Regions from separate parts of the Mus musculus genome. Here all the other regions are linked to region 4. Evidence: chromatin contacts called from public promoter capture Hi-C data. All regions are on one chromosome and are shown on one strand. Each heading gives the region's core, a stretch centred on a gene start, on an enhancer-like site or on the middle of the called end of the contact. The rest is flanking DNA. Distances are from core to core; before and after follow the strand shown. Region 1 holds the start of Actr3 (ARP3 actin-related protein 3). Region 2 holds the start of Nifk (nucleolar protein interacting with the FHA domain of MKI67). Region 3 holds the start of Slc35f5 (solute carrier family 35, member F5). Region 4 holds the start of Insig2 (insulin induced gene 2).

The links. Promoter capture Hi-C pulls out the DNA fragments that hold promoters and counts their contacts. Capture Hi-C pulls out chosen DNA fragments and counts their contacts.
Region 1: a contact with region 4 is called in a promoter capture Hi-C map of pre-B cells. The contact joins the promoter of Actr3 here to the promoter of Insig2 in region 4. A contact is called at or near these places in 3 of 39 promoter capture datasets (cranial neural crest, pre-B cells and second pharyngeal arch cranial neural crest).
Region 2: a promoter capture Hi-C map of adipose tissue shows a contact between it and region 4, with 3 times the contacts expected there. The contact joins the promoter of Nifk here to the promoter of Insig2 in region 4. A contact is called at or near these places in 4 of 39 promoter capture datasets (liver, maxillary cranial neural crest and pre-B cells), 3 of 484 Hi-C or Micro-C datasets (CD4 T cells, CD8 T cells and neutrophils) and 1 of 9 other capture datasets (adipose tissue).
Region 3: a promoter capture Hi-C map of pre-B cells shows a contact between it and region 4. The contact joins the promoter of Slc35f5 here to the promoter of Insig2 in region 4. A contact is called at or near these places in 1 of 39 promoter capture datasets (pre-B cells) and 1 of 484 Hi-C or Micro-C datasets (Th1 cells).

The regions. Positions count from the first base shown.
Region 1 is chr1:125,434,148-125,437,297 of GRCm38.p6, reverse strand. It overlaps Actr3 (ARP3 actin-related protein 3), which reads left to right and starts at 1,571. Exons shown (of 12, transcript NM_023735.2): 1 at 1,571-2,013. The coding sequence starts at 1,970.
Region 2 is chr1:118,319,970-118,323,266 of GRCm38.p6, reverse strand. Nifk (nucleolar protein interacting with the FHA domain of MKI67) reads right to left here and starts at 1,424. Exons shown (of 7, transcript NM_026472.4): 1 at 1,270-1,424. The coding sequence starts at 1,374.
Region 3 is chr1:125,559,340-125,562,758 of GRCm38.p6, reverse strand. Slc35f5 (solute carrier family 35, member F5) reads right to left here and starts at 1,757. Exons shown (of 16, transcript NM_028787.5): 1 at 1,475-1,757; 2 at 394-484; 3 at 118-259. The coding sequence starts at 1,514.
Region 4 is chr1:121,326,381-121,329,631 of GRCm38.p6, reverse strand. Insig2 (insulin induced gene 2) reads left to right here and starts at 1,608. Exons shown (of 6, transcript NM_133748.2): 1 at 1,608-1,941.

The DNA.
Region 1 (3,150 bases), core at 322-2,821, 4.1 Mb before region 4:
ATAGTTTCCTGAAGATCTAGCCAAGATCAGTCAGCATTTCAACCAAACTGACTGGATTCAGGAGATTACCAAAAAATAAATGAAAATCAGAGGGGACAGGAAGGGAGGAGGAAGAAGAGGAAGAAGAGGAAGAGGAGAAAAGGAGGAGGAGGAGGAGGAGGAGGAGGAGGAGGAGGAGGAGGAGGAGGAGGAGGAGGAATACATTGGGATATCCAGGGGAGCCAGAGAGAAGGTTCTGGGTAAATTCAATCAAGATATAGCATTTACATGTATGGGATTGCTAAAGAATAAATAAAAGACAAGCCTGTTGGGAAGGAAAGCTATTAACTTTCCAGGTTCCTGCTGATGAGAAAGTAAATTCTCAGGTTCTACTGCACATTGATTTTGCCTAATCCCCTGGGAGATGACCCAGCAACATACTTTAAGCTTTCTATGTTACTCTGATGTATTCAAGTTTTAAAAGTATTACTTTTTAAGTCTGTGATGTAAAAAAATACATATCTTTTTCTCATCTTTCTTTCTTTTTCTTTTTCTTTTTTTTTCCAACTAGAAAAAGTTGGTATCACGTTAACAGCACTCCACAGAAGGAAATTCATTGTCACTTCAACCGGAATAGAGGCCACCTGCACAGAGTCTATTTTGTAGAACACAACCTCTGGGACACTGGCCTTTCTTAAAGGCCGGAGATAATCTCACTACTCTTGAAAGAAGTTTATCATCACCCCAAAACCCAAATAAAGGCCATTTGTACAGGCTATGTAGAGCATAACCTCTGGGAAACTTGATTTTTTAATTTTTGTTTTATATTTTCTTATGAGGGGGAGGATGTGCGCAAAATCAAAGAACAACTTGTGGGGGTCTTTTCATTCCTTCCAGCATGTGGATCTCCAAGGGCTCAAACTCAGGTTAGTGAGTGCAAGCATCTTTACCTGCTAAGCCATGTCACTGATCCAACACTTGCCTTTCTTGGAAGACACACAGGAATCCCCAAACCCTGAAGAAGGTGGGTTTGTTATTGTTCAACCTAACGTCTTGGATCCTTGCCTGTCTTAAAAGCAAAGGCCCACCATTTTGGGGAGCTTGCAAACTACAATGCAATAGTATAACTGACATAAATCTCAGGACACATCCCTTTTCTGACTGCTCACCTACAGCGATTATGGGGACATGCCGCTGACCACGTTTCCAATTAGCCCTTCACCCCACAGTAGAAAGCCTCCTGCCCATGGCTCAAGTTAGCAGAGAAGAAACACACTCAACACCCACCACCACCAAAAGCCAGCTTCCTAACTAAATAACTGCCTGACTTCTGGGCTGCCACCGGCCAGAAAATGCGAACTGGAATCTTCGCAAGTCGGAAGCGGAGCCGCGACCCACAGCTGCGCGCCACTGCGCATGCGTAGCCGCTTCTGGACCCCCTTCAAGCTCAGCTTGGCTTCTGGGCTTCCAGCTATTTGAAAACCCAAAGTGGACTTTCTGGCTATCCGGAAGGGAGCCGGGGCCGGGCGGCCGCACAGTACATCGCACGCACGCGCGCGCGTGCTCGCTCCTCCCACCCGGAACCGGAAGTGGGAGCGATCGCGGCCTGGGGCCTGGCCTGGCCGGGGCGTCGGCAGCGGCGGCCATCTTGGCTCCCCGCGGAAAGGCAGTGCGAGGGGGAAGAAGTTGTAGGGTGGGGGCGGGAGCGAGGAGGAGGAGGAGGAGGGCGGAGAGCGGAGGGGTAGAGGAGGAGGCCGCGGCAGGGTAGGGCGGGGACAGCCAGCCTGCCGGCCGGCCAGCCTGCTGGGCTTGCGGAAGTACTAGCCGACTGCTCACTCGCTCCTGCTCGGGCTTCCCACAGCTCCCTCCCTTCCTCCCTCCCTCCCGACCGAGGGCGGCCCGGGCCGGTGCATGGTCAGCCAGCTCCCATCTCTAGCTCCCCGGCCTCTCAGCAGCACGGAACGGACGGCAGCGGCGGGCGAGGAGGAAGATGGCGGGACGGCTGCCGGCCTGTGTGGTGGACTGTGGCACGGGGTACGGCGGGTCTTCGGGGTGGGGGAGACTGAGGCCGGGGACGGGCGGAGGAGGGAGATGAATGGGGGGAGCCGGCCAGACTGGCGAGGGGTGGTGCCGGGAGCCTCCCGGGACAGAGATCTTTTCCAGGCCCTTCCTTTCCGAGGAGGCCGTCTGGCCCACCTGGCTGTCCTTTCCCTTCTCTCCCCTTTGCTGCCTGTGAAGCAGGGCACCCACCGAGGACCTCCAGACCTAGGAGCAAGGAAAAGAGAGAGAGAGAGAGAGAGAGAGAGAGAGAGAGAGAGAGAGAGAGAGAGAGAGAGAGAGAGAAGCGCTCCTTGCAGATTTTGCAAGATCGCGGTGACAACTCTCGATCTCTTAGGGCGTGTGGGTGGGGAGAGCGACGAACCAGGCTGTGAAAATGGGAAGCTAGCATGGGGGGCTTTTGCAGCGGACCCACGCGCCGCCTGGTTTCCGCCCACACCCATTCGTAGCCATCTCCCACTACCCATTGAACCAAGTCAGTTCCAGCGAGGAGGATCTCACGGGGGTTATAGCTCTTGCCTCAAAAAAGTCCCTTGGTGAGCAAGCGCGCTGCAACTTCCTTAGTTTTGTCAAAGCCGCTTCCTGCTTTCCGTCTTTTATAGCCTTATAAGGTAGTTTTTCGTCTCGAACGTTACCACGTCTTATTAGAACTTTCAAAATTAAGCAGGTTGCATAAAGAGTACATTATGAGTGGTAGGTATCAATATGTCTGAACTAGAAAAAAAAATGTTCTTGTGTGTCCACGGAGGGAGACAGAGGGGAGAGAAGGGACGCACCCTGGAACCTAAACGTTTGTTCACGTTCGTTTTGTGACTGTGTCTTGAAAACTGAAAGGGGGTATAAAGGAATGTGTTTGATTTAAAGTAATTGTTTCTGATAGTAGTGTGGTTGACTAAAATGACTTTAAAGTAGTGGTTTTGTATTAATGAACCTTGTCAAGAGTTACAACTTGCTCTGGGTAGTGACCTAGAGAGAAGACTGTACATTTTTTTATGTTCTACGTTGAAATCCTTGGTGGAGGAAGAGGCCTGTCTGATCTCGAATCCCCCAAATACATCAGTGGTTTTGAGGATAGTTGCCAACCTTTTTCCTCTTATTCTCCCTACCACAGTT
Region 2 (3,297 bases), core at 175-2,674, 3.0 Mb after region 4:
AGACCAGGCTAGGCTCAAACTCACACAGATCCACCTGCCCCTGCTTCCTGAGTGCTAAGATTAAAGGTGTGTGTCCCCGCCACCCAGCTTCCTAAAGTCCTTTCAGAGGCTAGGTGGAGATCTGCCTGCCTCTGCCTCTCCAACACTAGGATTGAAGGTAAAAGTCACCTTGCCTGGCCTGCAACAAATTTTCAACACCATTCTTTCCCCTTGGTCCAGGAACAAACTCATAACTCTATCAGGGCAGAAACTGAAAAACTCCGTGTTTGGTATCTCTCTTCCCTTAAGCACTTGCTGAGCAAGGCTGAGGCCTGAGTTCAATCACACAGAGCCACAGACTCTGCAAGAGACAGACTCCCACACACGCACGCACCATGATGCACACCAAGGCACACATATGTCCACACCCACCTGTCCCTACAAAACAGTCAGCACAACATGTGTTCAAGAGCTAAATGGACAAGCAAGTAACAGTCTGTCATGTTCAGAGTAACACTGTGAAACCAAGACCTTCAACTCCGAATGCAGTTGGCAGTTTATTACACCGAATCTTAACTGTTTCCGGTTGTTAACCTTCATGGTGCAGACTCTCCTTCTCTATCACCATACTATGACCCCAGAGAACAAGAACTTGTTTCCTGTCAGGTAGGGTACCGGGTGACCTATAGTGTATTCATGAAGTGGATATAGGGGGTTCAAGACCTCGACTGCACAGCAAATGTGAGGTGAGCTTGGGCTACAATAAACCCTATACTGACACTGTAACAAAAGCGACCCTCCCAAAAGACCCCCAGGACAACAACAATAAAAAAAGAAAAGCTGTCGTTCTCTCCAATGCACTCCATGGTGCAAACCAAAGGGACTATAAACTTCCGTTAGGGACATTGCATACAAACTGAACTCGACAGGTTGACAGGTTGAAGCCCTATTCTGAATTCTGACCCTGAGCTGTATTCTGACTCTCGATCCTCCCAGGACGTGGGCTTCGGGACGTCTACTCCGTCTTCTAAGCACTACAAACTAAGGGGACATAACACACCTTCCGAATGCTGCGGTAGACCATGAACCCTCATTTTGCAGGTCAAAGCGGAAGCGTGGCAGCTTTAACACATTCTGAGATCTGGGGGTGCCATGCTCCCACACGTGGTACCCCTCCTCCTTCACCTCACACCGATTCCTGACCTGCCTCGGTCCCCTGATTGGAACCATCGTCTCCCAGCCCGTGAGAGGTTGGCTCCCGAGCCAGCCCGGCCGCCCCGCGCCGCTCACCTTCTTCGTGCGCCCTTGGATCTGCGTCAGAGCCTTCTCAAACTGCGAGTCTTCCTGCGGGTTCAATGCCAGACTCGGCTTCGCGGGGCCTGCTAACCCAGCCATGCTGGAGAACCCGAACAAGTCAATCCACGCGGAGCCTTCGGAAGTGACGTTTCCTTCGCGTCTCGGAAGCGGAAGTAGAGGCGGAAGTGTAGCAAAAGAGCAGGCCCCGGTGTCTAGAATTGAGGCAGCTCGAGCGCCACCTACTGGCCACAAACTAAAAACATTTAAAATCGGATTAAGGCTCCGTTGGTGAAGCGCTTGTTCTCAGTCCTAGGTTTGAAACCCAGTGCCTCATAAAATGTGACTGGAGCCACGCCCCCTGCCCCCATCTGTAATCCCAACACTTGGGAGGTAGAGGCAGGAGGATCAGGAGTTCAGCGCCATTCTCATAAACATAGTTCGAAGACAGCCTGGGCTCCATGGACTCAAAAACAAATTTAAAGTCTCAAACATTAGCCATGCCCGTTGCCTGTTCATGCCAACGTGCAACAGGAAAAGCCTTCCCCTCTGTGGGCTCCTTTTGTAAACTTTGTAAACGCTCAAGCAGGAAAGTGGCCAGGCCCCTGCCTGAGGAGATCCAGTGGCCAACCTCCCCAGTCCCCCCACCCCCGCATGTTTTCCAACGTCCCTAATGGTTTTCTAACCATCCAAAAGTGGGAGAGTGGCCAGACCCTGCCCTACAAGAAAAAAATTCCACCAGTCCCCGAGGTCTCTCAAGTTCAGGACTTGAAATTCCACCAGTCCTCATCATGGAAGTCTCCACAGCATAATCCAACACCTATTTATATTTTTGATATTATACACCTGTGTCTGTGAGTGGGTATGTGTTCAGGAATTCAGATGACCATAGAGAATAATGGTGTCGGATCTCCTGAACTTGGAGTTCAGGCTGTTGAGAGATGTCCAATGTACTGGGAACTGAACTCAAGTCCTCTGGAAGAGCAGAAAATACTTTTAACTGTGAGCTATTTGTCTAGTCCCCATTTATTTTATTTTTATGCGATGAGTGTTTTGCCTGTATATGTACCCTATATGTGCAGTGCCTGCAGTGGCCAGAAGAGGGCATCAGAACACTGGAACTGGAATTAAGGACTGTGAGCTCTTGACCACAGAGCCATCTCTTGAGTTCCCTAGTAAGTTTCTTTAGGTAACACAATAGGAATTTTGAGAAAACAAAAGGAGAAGCTTGTAAGAGTTTCTTATGTTGAAACAGTTGTCTTTTCTCCATTTGTTTATTTACTTATAGATTAATTGATTGACAGGTTGATTGATTTTGTGTGTAGTGTATGCCTGTCAGTGAGTATGGGTGTGTGCACCCTTGTGCTGCATCGCATGTGTCTAGGTCAAAGGACTACTTGCTGTAGTTCTTTCCTTCCACGGTATGGGTTTTGGGGACTCAGGCTTAGTGGCAAGTGCCTTTACTTGTTGAGCCACCTTACTGACCCGGTCTGAAGATTATTTTAAGCAAAATATTTTTGAGACTCAGTGGATAAAAAAAGAAGCCCTTTATCTAAGAGAGCAACTTCTGGGGAGATGGGGCTTCCTTAAGCCCCTTTGGGGAATGTTATGACATAAGGAACACTGGAAGAGGGGCTGGAGGTGCAGGCTCAGCACAGAGCTTACCTGCCTTTTATGAAGCTCTGGCTTCTACTTCCAACTCTGAGTAAACCAACATCTAGGCAGCCAGCGATACATGAGACCCTCCCTGTCCCTACAAAAGGAGGAAGGCAATCAATGGCAAGATGGGTCTGAGGGTAAAGGCTATGGAGGTTAGGCTGAAGGCCTGAACTGGACCATAGAACCCAAATGGTAGAAGGTGAGGACCAACTCCAGCAGGCTGTCCTCTGGGGATGTCCTAGTTTTCTTTCTGTTGCTATGATAAGACAAACCAAAACCAACCTGGGGGAGAAGCAAGATTTTGTTCCTTATAGGTTAAAATCCATCATCGAGAGAAACCAAGGCAAGAACTGAAGTAGAAACCAT
Region 3 (3,419 bases), core at 508-3,007, 4.2 Mb before region 4:
TAGAAGCATGAAAATACTATAGCTTGACACTATATGTTATCCTACATCATTAGCAAAATCCTCTAGGTCCATGTTAATTCTATCACAGTGCAACATCATTGGTGGAGAAATACATACCGAGGTGAGTTCTGAGGATGCCACCCATATCACATCAACCAGCAGGAGAATCACTATCCCCAGGGCCATTCGCCTGCGCTGACTGAAACCACTGCTCTGGGAATTCACACGGTTCATGATAAACACATAAACCATTTGCAGTCTGTTAGTTTAGAAAACAGAGATCTCATTAGAGCCTCTTTGAGAAGAACCACATAAAAATTAGAAATCCAGCCCAAGGAAACAAGAGACATTTGCTAGTAGTCTCTGCTTTTTACTGATAACATGAGAATTTACCTTGTTGCAAGGGCTTCTCTGAGATCCTCAAATGCAATGCCTGCAAAGCGGGCAGAGCCCAGTCCAAATGGAGGTAAAGAACTCAGCCCACCTAAAACAGCACCACAGAAATAACGCTTAGGGAAAGTTCAAGTGTAAAATCACATCTTTTCCACTCTTCACCTTCAAGGACTATCAAAATGTATGCAACAGAAGCCACCCTGGGGACATGTAGCTTAGTAGTGCAATGCTTGCCTAGCATGCATGAGTTCTTGGGTTGCATCCCAAACACTTCCCAAACTGGGCACAGTGGCACGTGTCTATAATCCTAGCACTTGGAAAGTGTGGGGTGTGGGGGGAGGGGAAACCAGAGAATCAGAAGATCAAAGTCAGTCAGAATACATACTGAGTTCAAGGCCAGCATGGGCCATATGAGACTGTGTCACAAAATAATAACAACAGCAAAACAAATACAAACAAGAAATCCCATGCTAGCGGTGTCGCTCAGCTAGTAGAGTGCGGAACCAGGCCATAAGCCTGGTGTGCTGGTGCATGCCTGTAAGGCAGAAGACAGAAGTTCAAGGTTACCCTTGGCTACAAAGTGATTTTTGAGACCAGTCTCGGATACCTAAGACCTGTCCCCGACCTGACACCTCCCAGCCCCCCAAAAATAAAAGGTTATACTCAAAGAGGTCCTGGGTACCAGGCGGGTAAAAAAAACGAGAGAGAGAGAAGAAGATTCCACATATGGCACATTGAAGAGTGCTGTAAACGGATCCTCGAAGTCTCATAAACAGAACTCTCTAGATTCTCCCTTCAGGACATCCGCCCCTGGCAGTCTAGACACGCGTGTCCTTACCCCCCCATCTCCAGGGGATTCAGCTCGCTGACAGGAAGTGATGTGCGAGGGTCCACTCCCCTCACGTGAGAACCAGGATCATCCTCGCTCCCCACCCGCCCAGTCACGACAGAAAACAGCTGGCACAGGGAAGCCGCCCCTTGGCGAGGGAAAGACATGAGGAAAACCCAGCCTCTTGCCTCGTGAGGGGCGTGAGAACTCTGACCCGTCCTCCCTGGCCGCGGACGCCGGCCCACCGCCTACCTGGCCTTCCTGCCCCTCGATGGAGTCGTGGCGGCACCATGAGCGGCCCCGGCTCGGCCCGCCGCCCAGAGCCGCCGCCTCACACCGCACGCACAGACCCCAGCATCGTGCCCCACAGCAAGCCCAACTTAAGAAGCTGCGCTGCCCCTCGGCTCAAGGCCGCGGCTGTCACAGCACTCGGCCCCGACGGAGGGGAGTGACCCAGGCCACCGGACGGCGCTGGCAGCGAGAGTCCTGGAGGCCCGGATTGCGGCCGCGGCCCAGGCCCCGCCCCCGGCCGGTCAGCCAGCCAGGCCACGCCCACTGCTGGCCAAACAAGCCCATCCCACGGCTGGCCAACCGGCAGGCCCCGCCTCCTGCCCGTCAGCCAGTCAGACTCCACCCCCGACCTATTGACCACCTAGAGCTGCCCTTTGAGCAATTAGCTAGGCGAGATCCCAGTCAAGCTCCGCCCCTGGGTAGCGAACCTGGCAGCGCATCCCGGTAGACAGGAACCGCTCCGGGTACCCTGGACCCCATCCTGGAGACTCTAGGCCCCCAGCTTGTCCACCAACTAGGTGACATCCTCCCCATCACTCAGTGAGTCAACCGGTCAAGCTCAGCTCTCAGTTCGTCCACCCGGCGTCCATTCTGCCTCCTCCCCCAGTTGACAATCCATACCCTAGGCCTGGGTGGTCTGCCCAGAGCCCCGCCCCCCAGACAGCCCGGCAGTCCCCGCCCCTGTCCAGTCAGCTTCAGCGGCCCCGCCCCCTAGCCCAAAGACTGCGGGCGCGCAGGTTACGTCACGCCGGACGCGACTTCGGACCGGGGGAGGGCACGTTTCCTGGTTCTTGTTGCCGTAGTGTGGACGCCAGCCTTGAACAGGCTTGTGGCTTGGAGTCGTGACAGTGGCGCGAAGGAACAGAGAAGGGAAGAGAACAGAGCGGAGAGGGCGGGGATGTCTAGAAGAGGGAGAACCCAGCCCTGGCAAGGCTGCCAGACTTCCCCACTGCCCCGCCCTGAAGCGAAAGCTGACTGCACCATTTCTTCCAGTGTTTAAGCAAGCATTTTCCAGTAGCCCTTTCTAAAATCAGGCAGTGTAGCTTGGCGCCCCGTTGGATTCCTAGATCGTTTTTGTCCGTAAACTAGAGCTTCATTCTTGCAGTTAGAAGTTGTAGACCAGGTTATTCATCTCCCTGGCCCTCACTTTTTTTATGGGAAGAAAAAAACAAAAACAAAGCCATAAAACCATGTGAGTGCCTCGGCTGTATGTTTACACCCAGTATACATACATTCTCAAACAAATCAGTTCAGCCTGTGACACATAAGACCTCCACAGATGCTAACCATGGGTTTTTGTTTTATGGGTATTGAAGCTCCCATAAAATTGAAAAATTGGCCAGGATCCTGATTTATATTTAGATTAACACGAGACTTAAGGCTTCTGTAGCCACAATTGCATTGTTAGCATTTTTATCAAATGAGGCAAGGAAATATTTTTTTCTCATGTAGTCACTGTGTTTCATCCTTCTCTTTTAACTTTGTCTACAAAGTCTTATGACTAAAATTAAGATGGACATTTTGTGATCTGGTCGGATTCTAAAAAACTCCTGGCATCAAACACTTCTAGTCACTGAGAAACCCACTGCTGGAACAGGAGAGATAACTTAGTGGACAAAAGTCCTTGCTGTGCAAGCATGAGGTCCTGAGTTTAGATCCCTAGCGCCCATGTAAAAAGCTGGGCTTGGTCATGTGCACATTTGCAACCCCAGCACGATGAGAGGCAGAGATGGAAGGATCTGTCTTGCTACTTGCCAGACACTTCCGGTTCAGTAAGGAGTAAGGAGAGTGACAGAGCAGGATACCTAATGGTCTCTGGCCTCTGTCTGTACACTCCTGCACACAAACAAACACAACTTGCTTGGTCATTCAGTTAAGAACAAATGATTAAGCATACTGTAGTGGT
Region 4 (3,251 bases), core at 359-2,858:
CCTCTTAAGTCATACCCTGACATCAGTTTGTTCTGGATTTTCATGTTGCTGTGAAAAACAAATGCTTGGCAAAAGGACTTGAGGGAGGATGGGTTTATTTTGGCTCCCATTAAGGAAGGACACAGGCCATCACCATAGCTAAGGCATGGAGGCGAGAGTGAGGTCACACTGACTGAAGAGACAGGAAAGAAACAGGAAACTGAGAGGAGTGTTGATGCTCAGTGAGCTTTCTCTTTTTTATTCAGCTCTTGACCCCATTGGGGCTGCTCACATCCATGTGCTTCTTCCTTCCTTCTTTCCTGAAATGTTTCTAGAAACATCCCTCAGACATACACCCAGAGGTATTCCCATAGCGATTCTCAATCCTGCCAAGTTGACAAAAATATCATATCATGGATAATATGGGTTATCCCATGTGTATTTTTATTTTTCCTTATAAAACTCTTCATCTGTGCAGCATAATTAGCCTAGGCTTTCAATTACTATGCATAAAAACCTGCAGGAATTAAATTTAAGATTAGCTAGACAAAAACCATTAGAAATACATGAAAAGCCATATTATTACATGCTGAGTCTTTTGGTCCAAGTTTAGTTTCTCTTATTTTTAAGAAATAAATGTGTTGATAAAATGATCAGAAACTGTTAAAGATGCATCTGATTGTTAGTTCAAAGTAAATGAAAACAAAGGCATTTAACCAAATGACATTCTCTTGCTAAATTATAGCAATTACTTTAGGCCCATAGTTCCTACAAAACTCTCCTTAAGACCAATGCAATCAGACCACAAGCATAATATATTTTTGGCTAAGCTCCCCAAAAGATGATATAGTGAACAGCCCAGAGGTGGTAATCAAGCCACTTATTAGCCTTTAAAAACACTCTGTAGAGGAATGTAGTGGTGGGCAGGAAAAATGATCAAAACGTATTGTATATGTATGAAATTTTTCTTTAAAAAAAAAAAAAAAGAGTCCTTAAGGACTTCATACAATGCATTTTTATATTTACTCCCCACTTCCCTGACACATCTCCCGGATTCGCACTCCACTTCCCCACTCGAACTTCAAGTCCTTAAAATCTTCAAGGAATAAAGAAAACAAAACTTCTCTGTACCATTTTCCATCCAAAACAACAGCTCATCTGCACCATCTCCAACGTGCACACTATCCATTCTCTTAATTATGGTTTCCAGTTCTAAAAGGAAGGTCTTAGCTGGGCGTGGTGGCGCACACTTCTGATCCTAGCACTGAGGAAGCAGAGACAAGTAGCTCTCGAGGTCTGCCTGGTCTACCTGGGTAGCTTCAGACCGGCTAAGGCTACATACACTGTGTGACCCTGTCTCAAGAAGGAAGCGCTTTAAGTCAAATTTTGACAGTAACAGAGGTGATAAGGTTTTGTGTTGCTTGGTCTTTGACCCAAGTCTCTCGAGAGCTGATGCAAAGAGCTGCCTTTAATCCGTATTCAGAAAGGATACTGAGGCACACTCCAAGGCGGGAAGAAGTTGCAGGCGACAACCGTGGAGCCTGTCACCCGGCTGGCAACTGCGGCCCACGCAGAGGGTGGAGTCTCGGGCTGCGCGTGCGTGCGCGCACGAGTCCCTCACTCCGCCCACAGAGTCCAGATGCCCATCCAGAACCTCTGACTCCCGAGGGCACCAACAACAGCTGATTTCGCAGCCTCTCCTCCTCCCAGACAGGGTCCCCACCTCCTTCCAGCCCGGAGTGCCCGGCACACCGGAAGTCCTTTTGCCCCGTCTCCGCAGAGCGGAGGCAGTGCGCGCAGAGGCAACCGGAAGCTCCTCTGCCCCTACCGTCAGCGTGAAGCCGCCGGGCGGCGCAGGCGCAGTGCGGCTCAGGCGGAGCTGTGGGAGGGGAGTAGGTCGGGGGCCGGTCCCTGAAGATGGCGGAGGCGGGGGTGAACTGGGGGTCTCCGGGCAGAGCTCAGGTGAGCTTATTTGGCCGGGGACGGCTCGAGGACGGCGGTGGCTTTTGGGAAGAGGAGCTGTTTATGTTTTAACGTCGCAGGCTGGCAACACTCCTAGCTGGTGTTGGGGGATCCAGGACCCGCAGGTGGGGCCTGCTGGGGCGAGGGGTCCCCGGCTTACCTGGAGAGAGGTCAGCGAGATCTAGGGAAAAACCAGCGGGCTCATAGAGGGACAGGCTTTGGGGGATGCCGAGGTCCCTGGACAGTGGAAGACTGTCAGAGTGGAAGAAGGCTGGAGGACAGCGGAAAGGGCGACCCTGGAGGTCTGTTTGGGGACAGAGATGGGCCAGCTGTCTAGTGTACACCTGCCCGGACTCGGTGCCTTGTAGTCTGGGAGGAAGACTCAGGCTTGTATGGGAGATGGATGGAAATTAGGTACATAACCGTAGGAAGTTTAGAATCTACCGAAATAAGAGGACTCCTGAGTTGAAGAGTAGGGATTGTGAATCGGAAGTGAATACCTTTTAGGTATGTATCAGTGGGTGCTGCCAAGCAGTTGTTGCCAGGGCCTAGAAGTCGGTTGGTGATAGTAAGTGGGGCTTTAGCGTCGTTCTTTGGGGATGAGCCGGCTGGTAAAGGAAAACAGTGCTTTGCTGAGGATGGCGTTTAGGGACACGAAAGGAGTTAAAACTTAAGTGAAAAGTTGTTCACGGGTAGTGTGAACTATGTCGTTGGGTGAAATAGATACCCCGAAGTGTTTACTGTTTTGTAGGATTGATGAGGAAATTCTTGGAGAAAGAGCAAATTGAGTTGACTGTTGGGACACTTATGTTGGCTGGTTTCAGTGACCACAGCAATGAAAGACAGTCTCCAGTTCTGGATTAAAACAAAACAAAACAAAACAAAACAAAAAAAAAAAACCAAGGCTTCCATGCGGGGCTTCCTCTCTGCCCCCCCTTCCCCCCTAGCTTTGGGGTTTGGCCCAGACAGTGAACTACTGAATGAAAATGAATAAAGGGGTGTCCCCTGTTAATTAATGACCTGCGGGGGAAAAACAATGACTGATGTTTTCTTCCTCCATCGTTTTTTCTGGATTTGTAACCGCTGATATTACTTGTTTTCATAGTATTCAGCTCGCATCTATTATGAAATGACCAATCTATGAGTCGTTTTGTATTCGGGGAAATTTGATGCTTTAAAAACGGATAATTGTGTTTTAGATAGAGATACTGAAAAGGAAAAGATAAAGGACAGTTCAGTAAAAACACTGTTTTTATTGTGTGTAGAAAATTATCACCAAGCAGTAGATAACATTTTTTAAGGACTAAGCT